Regions from separate parts of the Anser cygnoides genome. Here regions 1 and 2 are each linked to region 3. Evidence: chromatin contacts called from public Hi-C data. All regions are on one chromosome and are shown on one strand. The core of a region is the stretch at or near the end of the contact, and the rest is flanking DNA. Distances in the headings are between cores, read along the strand shown. Region 1 has its middle 25 kb from the start of TAF1B. Region 2 holds the start of YWHAQ (tyrosine 3-monooxygenase/tryptophan 5-monooxygenase activation protein theta). Region 3 holds the start of CYS1 (cystin 1).

Region 1 (3,660 bases), core at 440-2,939, 150 kb before region 3:
ATCAGTGGGAGCAAAGGGTGCTCTGTTCCCTCAGACAGTAAGCAAAAATGTGTGCAACAAAGGCATAATTAACAGATGAGTCATTCATTCTCATTTTTCTGTGGCAACATCGGTGCTGCTCAGTCTGGGGGTAGAAGGTAGTTATAACCGTCTGCTAACGATGCAAAATCCATCCATCACGGTCACCTCCTTCCCTCGGGGAAGCAGCAAGGGAAGGAGGGCGAGGTAGCTGGAACAGATAAGCACTGTAAGACACCCCCCAGTTGAGCAAAACACCGAAATACAGGCGCTACAGTCATGCTGACTTCAGCAAGCCTGCTCACGTGGAGAAAAAAAAAACAAGGCCTTGTACACTTAGCATCAGCAAAATGCCAGTTTATTAAGATAACCAGGCCTAAGGGAAAAAAATAAACAAAGTTCTTTAACTTGTTACTTGCATAATCCCTGATGCCTTTTGGTTCTGCCTGTGGTCTCACACCCGGCTGGCGGTGCCGTAACTCCGGGGATTTAACGGCGCTGGTCCTCCTGCAGCCCGAGGGATGGGGCCGAGCCCACCGACCGAGCTCTGCTCCAAAAGAGCAGCTTCTGCATAAGGTTTTATAATCAGCTTTTTATTAATTCCTGCTCCAGGGTGCCTGGTTTCAAATAAGAAGGCTTCTCATTTTCTAGCCCACATACTGAGAATCTGATGGATGATCGGTGTTTTTCTTGACTATGGCAGATCGAATCTATCCCTGGTGATACTTTGCTCCTGCCAGCAGATTAATCCCAGGAATTAGTTTAATCTATTACCTTTGGTTTCATTTTCCCTGAAATGTTTGTAAAAGAAGATAAATAAGGACAAAGCAATGCGGAGATAAAGCCAACACACAAGCCAGACTAAAAATAACCTGGCAACCCATTCTCACTGGACAGTATAAATATTCCTTTCAGGTTAAAAATATTTCTTTGAGGATGCAGAACCCTTAAAAATATAATAGGTCTTGGACAATGACACTTCCTCCCAGTCGGCCCAGGAGCGTGTTTTTGCCGGTAAAGGATATGCTCTGCTCTGCAGAGGAAACCGGTGCTGGCCTGCCTCACCATGGAAACTCCAGTCCTGGCTATAAAAAGACCAACTTATCTACCGACAAATATCCTCACTTTTGGAATAACAGCAATAACAACAACAAAGAGCGGCTGGGGTTAACGTTCTCTGTGTTCAGGGATCCGCTTTGTCCCGCCGCCCCTGCCAGAGCACCCAGGCACCGCGGGTGACCGAGCGCTGCGGGCTGGCGACTGCACACCCACCCCGAAAAGAGCACAGATGAGGGAAGGGGCAGTCGCAGCAATCAGCAAGCGGAAAGCTGGTGATAAAAGAGCAGCCAGAAATAACGCGCTGTCTTTTCTGTGTCATCCCAACCACCACAGTGAACCAGAGGTGATTTTACACGAGCTTTGTCCTCTGTAGAGGCAGGGTGCTTTTACATCAGTCACAGGCACAATTTGACTTCCCTGCTGCGTTAGACGCTGGCACGTCTCTGCATGAGCCAAGGAGAGAAACTGCATGGGCTGGGGGTCTCCATCACCCGCAAGGACAGCGCAGGCAGCATTTAGGAAGAGGGAGAGCTGTGGCTTCCCATTAACCAGAAGGATGCATCACTGCTCTCGTTTTTATTTTTTTCAGAAAATACAGAAGAAAGGATTTTTTTTCCCAGTAAATAAATAGAAAATAAAAATAAAAAACAACCCCAAACCACGCAGAGCAAATAATTTGGAAGTGTTCAGGAGTGTTGAAAATCATGTGGAAAGCGCTTTAGGCTAATTTCGAGAACCACAACAGAGCCGTAGCGGGTAGGAACACACTTTCATCTTATTTATTTCTCTCTGCCTTTAAACACGGGGCTTGTTAGAGTAAGTTTCTCCTTGCGATCTGCTCTGCACAGCTCGGCCCTGCTGGCTGCGTGGTGTCTGCCCCATGAGCACAGGCACAAACCCTCCCCACCGCCTCTCTGGGCAGCCTGCACCAGGGCCCCGGCACCCGCACGGCACAGAAGGCTCCTGGTGTTCAGATGAAACCTCCTCTGCTCCAGTTTGTGCCCACGGCCTCTTGCCCTGGCACTGGGCACCACTGGGCAGAGCCTGGCCCTGTCCCCCCAGCACCTCCCTTCAGGCACTGACAGGCCCTGATGGGATCCCCCTGGGCCTCCTCTTCTCCAGGCGGAGCAGGCCCAGCTCTCAGCCTCTCCTCACACGAGAGGTGCTCCAGCCTCTTGGTCCTTGCGGGTCCCTTCCAACTCAGGATAATCAGTTCTGTTCAAATCCCAGCCTTTTCCCTCCTGCCCTTGTCATTCTCCCCCACCTTAGGGTATTTCTGGGCACTTTTGGTAGTTCCTGGTACCTCCTGCAAGCAGCAGCCAGGCTTAACCCAGCTGCGCGTCCCGTAGGGCCGAGCACCTCCAGAGGGAGCATTTGCCCCGTCTTAGAGCAGCCACCTCCAGCAGGGCTCCTTCCTCGATTCAGCTTCAGGTGGCTAAAAACCAGCGACACAAACCGTGCCTTAGCCTCTGAGTGCCACCACTGCAATACACCTGTCTGCGTGTGCCCCTCATACCAGCGACCTGCTGCTAATTTCTGGTGGTGTTTTACCTTTCCAGTGCCATCAAACATGGCCCCAGCTTCCCACTTCAGACTGAATTGCATTCCTGTTGTTCTGTACTTTATAGAAAAAGCTATTTGTTACGTGTAACTGCGGTTTGGTCTTCACTAAAATGTTGCTGGCTTTGCCTCTGTATTTCTGTATGTTTATCTGAGTGAGGGGCAAAGGGGAACGAAGACAAAACCCAGCCTGAGTTCTTCTGTAGCCTGAGCCGCATAAGGCTGGACTTTTTCAGTTCTTTTTTCAGCAAAATAGCTTTAGCTAATGTAATGGTGAGAGCACTTACTTCCAAAAGAGGAGAAAGTTGGATGGTATATAGGATATTATATTGGATAACAAACGTTTTCCAATGTTTTATAGGATAACAAAAGTTATATAGGAAAACATGGGATGTCATCTTTTGTTTTCCAAAAATTGGGATCCAACAGGAAAAAAAAATACCACCGCCAATAATAATAATAAAAATACAACACAGAAACCAAGCTTTTGTAGATTTTTCCAAAGTAATGTGGAAATTATATCATGCTCTTTAATGTAATAGAGAAAATACAAGCTTTTGGGGCTGTTCTGTTGAGATGAAGACAAGGTGCCTTGAATCCTGAAGGCCCACAAATGTGATGGTACAGAATTAGGGCTGCATCACTGAAATTACTGATTAAACAAGAAAGACAGAAGATCCAAAGGAAGCCCTGCTGCTGCAGAAGGAGCTTCCTCAGGTGCAGGCTGTGGGCACCAGATCTCTGGGGCATTTATTTGCAAATCAGTTAAAAGTAGCTCGAATTTTGAAGGATTGTGGGTTCAGGGAGGACTTGGAAGCCTGCAGCCTCCATCCAGGGCCTGCTGAAGGGAAACCCACTGAAAATCTGAATGAAAATGAATTGAACATTTTATTGTGGGGCAATGATGTGGGTTCCTGCAGAATGTGGGTAGCTGGTAATGGTCTCATTTTTGACAGAAGAGTTTTGGGGCAGGTGGGGCAGAAGATCTGGGAATGGGCTGCTCAATGGGAAGCTGGTCTGGAG
Region 2 (3,664 bases), core at 650-3,149, 230 kb before region 3:
ACACGCACACACAAAAACCCCAATCCTAAAGTGTCTCTTAAAGACCCCATGAAGAGTGTTTTTCCTCACATGAAATAGTATATGAAGTGAGCACGATGCTTTTAACAAGTTATTAGCTCAGCCCTTTACTTCTTCAGGTAATTCTAATTTTTTTTTTTTAATCTTATCTTATGAATACCTAAGCAGCCACAGCAAACAGGCACAAGCCTAAATTCTCAGCATCTCTGCGGTAACCTAGTGCAACACTGCATATGGATTGCTCCAACTAAAATGGATCTCACACGCAACTGAACATATCTCAAATACCTCCGCACATATGGCACCCATAGCATGGTGGAGACGATCTCCTTCCTCACGGTAACACATGTAACAGTTGCAGAAGTTACTGCACTGACTTCCCCTACCCCGGCCTTACACTTCACATATTCCCCAGTCAAGTTCCCAGTCTTACTCCTCACAAAGCACCATACACGAATCCTATTTCTTTCTCTCAAAAAAACAGAAGAGAAAAAAATCCCCACTCACCAGCACAGTGGTGCAGATGGACCTGAGCTCAGACTCCACCTTCTCCCGATAGTCCTTGATAAGCTGCATCTTCTTGTCGCTGGTGTCTGTCTTTTGCTCGATGCTAGAGATGACCCTCCAGGCAGAGCGCCGCCCCCCCACTACGTTCTTGTAGGCCACCGAGAGCAGGTTGCGCTCCTCGTTGGACAGCTCGGCACCTTGCTCAGTTACTGCCTTCATGCAGGTGGCCATGTCATCGTAGCGCTCAGCTTGCTCAGCCAGCTTGGCTTTCTGGATCAACTCGGTCTTATCCATGGTGGCTGGCAGTGGGGCGGGAGAGGTATGGTAGCGAAGGCAGGAGAAGCTGGGGACGTCACGCTCCCAACGAGAGAACGCACCTCAAAACCTGCAAGAAAAAGAGACAACGACCATCACTCCGGGATCAAATGCTAATGAATGTTGTACTGTATGACCCCTTGCAGAGCCCTAAAAAGAAGGAATGCAGGGAGCGTGTCTCCCTGCCCATCTTGGAGAAATGGGCTGGGATCATCCCGCCCTTCCACGTAGGGCCGAGGGGAGCGGCTGCGGTCTCAAGGACCCACTGCTAGGGAAAGGACGGCCGGGAAACTCGGCTCGGGAAGGCACAGCGAGCTGAGAACCCATCGCTTGGTCAGGGCGGGCTTTTTCCCCTCACCTTTCCCTCGGCTTTTTCCCCTCACCTTTCCCTCGGCTTTTTCCCCTCACCTTTCCCTCGTGAGAGGGATCGAGGAGGTTGAGGAGGCTACCCAATTCCCGCAAGCCAAGCGGGCCTCGCTTAAAGCCGTTCCCTGAGGGAAAAGAATAATAAAAAAAAAGAATAAAGGAGCAAAGAGTGGCCGCCAGGCAGCGCCCAGCCTCGGGGCCGGGGGCGGCTTCGCCTCCTGGCGGCGGGGCCGGGCAGGGCCGGGTCCCCCCCGCTTCCCCCGGGCATCGCCCCGCAGGGCCCAAGAGCCCCTCCGGGAGGGCCGGGGCCCCGCGGTGAGCGCCGGGGGGGGGGGCAGGGAGCCGCGGGGCCGGCCGGGTGCGAAATGGCGGCGCCGCCGGGCGGCACCTCCCGCTGCCCGCCGCCGCCGAGCGCTGGGCGCCGCGCTCACAAAATGGAGGACGCCGAGGCGGGGCCGGGCGGCGGCGGCGGCGGCCGCCTCACGACGGGCGCCTCACGACGGGCGCCCCAACAACGGCCGCGGGGTCGCCGCGCTCACCTGAGGGGCCGCTGCGCTGAGGCGAGGCCGGGCCGGGCCGGGCGGGCGGCGGCCGCGGGGCTGCCGGGCGCGGGGCGGTGGCGGAGAGAAAGGAGCCGCTGCCGGGCCGGGCGGGCGGGACGCAGGGAGGGAGGGAGGGAGGCAGCGCTGAAGGGCGGCGGCGCAGGCAAGCCTAGCCGCTGCTGGGCCCGCGCCCACGCGGCCAATCAGCGCCTCGCTTCGCCGCCCGGCCCCGCCCCTCCGCCGCCCGGCAGCCAATGGGAGCGCAGCGCGCCGCCGCCGCCGCCGCGGGGGCGAGAGCGGGCAGGGCGCAAAGCTCGGTTGGCCCGTGGGCTGCGGCTGGGGCCACGGGGTTTCCTCCAATGAGATCCAGGGTGAGATGACGTCACTGTCGCCATGGAGATGCTGCTACAACCCTCCCCCCCCCCCGCCTCCTCCCCCGGCCGGGCGGGGGCTGAGGGGCTGCCGGGGGGGGATTTGGGTTTTTGTCCGAATACTCTTTTTGTTTTTTCTTTTTTTTTTTTTGTCCCAGGTGCCCCCAACAAAGGGCGTTTTGCTCCTTCGGGGCCAGGACAATGTGCATATCCCCGAGCCCCGGGTCGATGGGGTCTGCCACACGTCCGTGTTTGTCACCCCCACCATGGAGCCCGAGGGGCTTTTCCTCGTCATGAGCACTTGCTCCACACAGCTTTCTTCAGGGACAGATTTTCCAAAGCCATTTGTAATTCACAGAATCGCAGAATTCACCACAGCTAAACTCCCCCACCCTTCCCGAGGATCCAGGCGACGCAAAATTGTTCATAAAGAGTTAATATCCCTCCCCTCCTGACGGGATGAAGGACAAGCATTTGACATCAGCACCAATCAATATATTTACTTTTTTCCCCCCTCCTGATTTCACCTGGAGTTAGTTTCAAAGAGGTCAGAGACGCAATGCACAGAGACCGGAATTTTAGGTTCGTGCTGCTGCACATGAATAGCAAAATACTGTCCAGTCATGAGTGAATAATCATGAGTCAATTGCTGCTGTGCTTCCAAAATGCTGCTTGGATGGGTGCGGGATTTGTCTGCGCTCATACCGCCCCAATCTTGGAAGAAATGATAACAAGATAGCGGGTTTGTGCTGCTTGTCACGACGTTCGGCATACAAGACCCGGGAGCGGATCACAGACGTCCTGCCCGTCAGGCCTCGGGCTAGCTCAGGGCCACAGATGTCTTTGTGCAGCGCAGGGCGTCTGGGTGAAGTGATGACATTTCTCACCTTTCGTTTCAGCATCACCAAATTTAGTCATGTTCAGCAACTTCAGCATCCAGATGGAATGACGAATTCTCTGAATCGACCTCAGGATGTTATCGTCTCAGCCCGTAAAGCTCTTGGTCTGTGTTTGGACTAGGGCTGCGATGATGCATGTCGAAATTAGGTCCATGCTGTGAACAAACCGCCGCCTTTGTAATTTGAGTTTGAGATGCATTTATTCTGTTAAAAAGAAAAAAAAAAAAAGAACCTATTGATAATACCCCTTTCAAAGTTAATGAAATTCTCACAGAAAGAATTTTGGAAATATGTTACTCTATTCCAGAAATTACTGTCCTGGCAATTTGCTACACTTTTAGGTTGCCTTTTTATTCTTCCTTGTCACTAGGATATTCTCTCATATTCAAAACCCCAAGTCATCGCTTTCATTAACATGTGAAGGAAAGGCCAAAACTGACCAATTGTGCAACAAAACCTTGATTAATATCATGTCTCCGTCAGAGATGAAACCAGCCATTCTATCTGTAAGGCACAGATGAGTGGATTTTATCTGAGGAAGGACAGCTGACCTAATCAAGGCTACCTCCTTCCCCGATTCCACTCAAAAATTGGGAAGATATTAATCTCTCATGCGCTGTAGTTCACCCCTCCCTCCAACCTACTG
Region 3 (3,760 bases), core at 25-2,524:
TTCCCGTTGGGGTGGTGGAAGCCTTATTTATGGGGGGGGTCCCGGGGAAACGGGGCAGGCTCTGGGCACTGCCGCCCCCCTATTTACATGGGGGGGTCCCGGGGAAACGCGGGTGAGGAGAACCTTGGGGTAACCCCGAGCCCCCCGCAAGGACCCCCGTGAACCGAGCGAGGCGGGGCGGTGGTGGTAACGTCCCCGCACCCCCCGGGGGGGCTGCGACCACCCTGTGGGGGACACGATTTGGGGAAGGGGCTCGCCGAGGGCCCCGGGGGGCACTTACCTCCCGCGGGGGGCCGCCGGGGGCGGGCAGCGCCGCCGCCCCCTCGCCCCCTGCCGCCGCCTCCGCCGGGCCCGGGGCCGCCCCCGGCCCTCGGGGGTCGCCTCCGCCGCCGCCCCCCGTCGCCACCGGGCCCCGTCTCCGGCTGCTGCCGCTGCCCATGGGCTCGGGGGCCGGAGCCGGAGCCGGCTGACGGCGGGGGCCGGCCCCCGGGGGGCGGTGGAGGGGGGCGAGGGGGCGGTAAAGCTGCGAGGGGGGAGCGGCGCCGTGCGGGGAGGGAGCCCCCGGGGCGGCCAAAAGGAGGGGGAGAAAATGGGAAAAAGGGTTGGGGGGGAGCCTTCCCGGCTCAGGAGGGCTGCCAGGGCTGCTGGCTGGTCCCTAAGGTCCCTCAGCAGCTCGGGATCCCCCCGAGATGGGGGGCATGCTGCTGTCTCTTCTGCCCTCTCTCCCCTTCCCTGGGGGTCCAGGGGGTCGTCGCTATTCGGGGAGGGTCCCAGGAGGCCGCCACGGCCCCGACAGCAGCCACGGGTTGGGATCAGGCAGCTCCCCTTCTGTGGGGTCTCCCCCAAAGCCCCCCCCAAGATGGGGGAGCCAGGAGGGCGACACACTGTTTACGGACCACTGCCAGCCCCTGCGAGACCCCCAGCCACAGCGGGAGACCCTCGGGCGTTTTTGGAAACGGAGGGTGCCCGGCACCACGCCCAGGGGTGCTCCAGGCGACAGAGAGGAGGCTCTGGGCTCCAGGTGGTGGCACGGTCCCGAGCGGTGGCACTGCCTTCAGGCCCTGGCCACGAACAAAACCTACCGGCTCCCTGCAGGCCCGGAGCCTCCTGGAAAGTTTCCTGGCAGCCCCGATGGAAAAAAGTTCACTGCAGGGCAGCGCCGCGGATCCCGCCTGGGCTGACGCCGCCTCCGCAAAGCCTGCGTCTCGCGGCGAGCCGAGCAAGTTGTGTTTGGGAGCAGCTGCAGCCCGGGAGGCGTTCGGGCGGCGGCGACCCAAACGCTGCTGTGGTTTAGCAGGGAGGCCGGGAGATGTTTCCCTGCTGCAAAGTCTGCTGGGGACTCAAGCGAAGATTTTCGGAAAGCTAAAGGCCTGGTAAGCCCATGAATTCTCGGGAAAATGAGCAAAAAGCTACCAAATCCTTTTTTTTTTTTTTTTTTTTTATGGTGGCTTTAAGCACGGTTTCCCAGCAGGGCCAGTATTTAACATCCTGGCTGATCTTCAAGAGCGAGGGCTGGCAGCGCGCGGTGCCAGCTGCGGGTGGCACCCAGCCAGCGGCCGGGAGCCCACGCAGCCAACACGGCCTCGGGGGAGGCAGCGGCTCCGGGGCCCTGCTGGAGGATGCTGCTGCTGAGTTTTTTAACGTCGCTGATATCCATTGAAGCCACGAGTGCTGATTTGCCCCGTCGTGGTATTTGACGGGCTTTGCTGGACTTCCAAAACCAATAGCTAAAGTGGAGTTGGGACGTGCAATTGTCTGGGCGAAATCTCCCTTTCTGATCTCATTTTCAGGTTGCTCATTCCCTGAGTATGAGAACAAAAAAAGAATAAAAGGGAATGACAGTTCCGACCCGTGTCCCAGAGCGACAACGGCAGCTGGAGAGCGAGGAGGGATGGGGATGGTGGGGCACGGCGGGGTGCCAGCGGTCACTAGCTGTATTGCCGCAGTGCCAGGGAGCAAACACACGAGGAATTTGTTTGGTGGGTGAAATAGCAGGCTCCTCTCACCGTGATAACCAAAACAGAGCTGGGGAACTCTGCTTTTTCATGTTGTGTTCCCACCAGAGCTTTTCTAGGGCGCTACAGGTAGTTCGTTGAGCAATCTGACCTTGTGACAACAAATATTACGCCACGTGTTTAGGTTTTGCCTTCTTTTCTGGCGTTTGCTGGATTTTCTGCAAGTCTTCAGTAGATATATTCCCTCAGCATAAGAGCTCTGGAACAAAAAGGATTCAAACCCAAAGTTAACATATATATCATGTCAGATTTGCTCTCTGCAGAGCCATCGGGAAAACCTCAATCTTTCCCACTGCAAACCGCAGCGCTGGTGTCACCCTTCGGTGAGCAGGTTTATGTATTAATCTGCCTTTCTAGCATTAACTCGTGTGCAGCAAGGAAAGGTGTGCATTGCTCAAATCGGAGCCTGCCTCTATCAGGCGATGGGACCGCTAGGCTGGCCTTCGATTCCTTTTCCCTGATGTTGTCTTCACCTGGGTTTTCTACAGTTCTGGCACCAAACCTGACAAAAAAAAATAAAAAATAAAAAATTACAATTGTGATGGTTTTTCAGGCTTTGCTGTGGAGATCTCACATCCTGTGCCTCTGAGCCCCAGGAAAAAATATCCATGAGGTGGAGGCCAGTGGGACCCAGAGAGGAGAGGTCCTGGGATGGAAGGTGGGAGCTGTGGGGTGGTGGCCCTGGCCCTACCCCATCCCTGGGGACAGCAGGGCTCAAGCAGCTGCTGGGCATCCCTTGCATCAGCTGAGACGGTCTGGAAAGGTAGGTGGAAAATAAGAGCCGTCAAGGTGGGTGCTTTCCAGCAGGGGAGGCCGGTTCCCTTGTTGGAGAGCTGTCCCACAGCAGGATGGAGCCCAGGACACGCTGGAGGCTGCCCCTGTGTAATTAGCGGAGCTGGGCTTTGGCTCAGGGCTGACGTTTGACTCATCAAAAAACCTGCTGAGAACATGTATTTAAATAAATAAATATAAAAGCCTATTTTTAAGAGTGTCCTTTCAACACTTCTCGGATTTTGCTGCGCCCTAAGCACTGTCAGTAAGAGATTTCTCTTCCTGCAGCCCACGTGTTAAGGGAAGGGCCCTGCTTTGCCCAGAAGTCCCAGCCCAGGGAAGGGTTATGTTTTATGGGTTTCACCACCATGTCTTTCTGCACTCTTCCCGTCGGTACCGCAGAAGGCTGTGCCATGGGAGAGCTTCTACCATCAGCTGCTGTGGCGTTTGTGTGCTGGTGGGGCAAAGCCCTGCTGCCGTGTCCCCATGTGGGGCTCACAGAACCATTAGGGTTGGAAAAGCCCTCCAAGATCACCTGGCCCAACCATCCCCCTGCCACCAACATCACCCACTACACCATGTCCCCAAGCACCACGTCCAGCCTTTCCCTAAACACCCCCAGGGATGGTGACACCACCACCTCCCCGAGCAGAGGAGCCCTGCAGAGGCCTGTGGGTGTGTGAAAGCAGCAAGAGCTGGGCCTCGGAGCTGAACCTCCCCTTCCCGGCAGAAACTTTGCTCTGGTTCCAGTTCTGGGGGCTTTGTTTCTGCTCCTCAGTGCGGCCGAGGCTGAGGCCTACGGAGACCGGCTGGTCTCAGAGAGCCGGTGTGGGGCAGGCTATGGGATTTCAGCCGGGGCAAGGCCTTGCTGGGCTTGGACCCCAGCTCCCTCAGCTGAGGCTTGCTGGGTGGCCGTGTCCTCACAGCGGGGCTCTGGGAACCCACGGAGGGCCATCCCTCAGCTGTACCTCATC

What was found. Hi-C and Micro-C count contacts between places; a contact is called where the count stands out from the background.
Region 1: a contact with region 3 is called in a Hi-C map of liver, with 2.3 times the contacts expected there. The contact joins the enhancer-like site here to the promoter of CYS1 in region 3. A contact is called at or near these places in 2 of 7 Hi-C or Micro-C datasets (both in liver).
Region 2: a contact with region 3 is called in a Hi-C map of liver, with 10 times the contacts expected there. The contact joins the promoter of YWHAQ here to the promoter of CYS1 in region 3. A contact is called at or near these places in 2 of 7 Hi-C or Micro-C datasets (both in liver).

Annotation. Positions count from the first base shown.
Region 1 is chr3:106,762,307-106,765,966 of Taihu_goose_T2T_genome, forward strand. No RefSeq gene overlaps it. Among named protein-coding and RNA genes, the nearest start is that of TAF1B, 25 kb to the right of the region's middle. Within about 2 kb of position 1,690, at least 1 of the 3 cell types and tissues checked has open chromatin away from gene starts, as enhancers often do. A contact at or near this core is called in liver, where this site is marked.
Region 2 is chr3:106,679,364-106,683,027 of Taihu_goose_T2T_genome, forward strand. YWHAQ (tyrosine 3-monooxygenase/tryptophan 5-monooxygenase activation protein theta) reads right to left here and starts at 1,900. Exons shown (of 6, transcript XM_066994916.1): 1 at 1,746-1,900; 2 at 526-910. The coding sequence starts at 819. It overlaps LOC106030714 (a long non-coding RNA gene), which reads left to right and starts at 1,938. Exons shown (of 5, transcript XR_007165987.2): 1 at 1,938-3,664.
Region 3 is chr3:106,907,815-106,911,574 of Taihu_goose_T2T_genome, forward strand. It overlaps CYS1 (cystin 1), which reads right to left and starts at 1,275. Exons shown (of 3, transcript XR_007165965.2): 1 at 1,083-1,275. LOC136790524 (a long non-coding RNA gene) reads left to right here and starts at 1,238. Exons shown (of 2, transcript XR_010830623.1): 1 at 1,238-1,373; 2 at 1,469-2,994.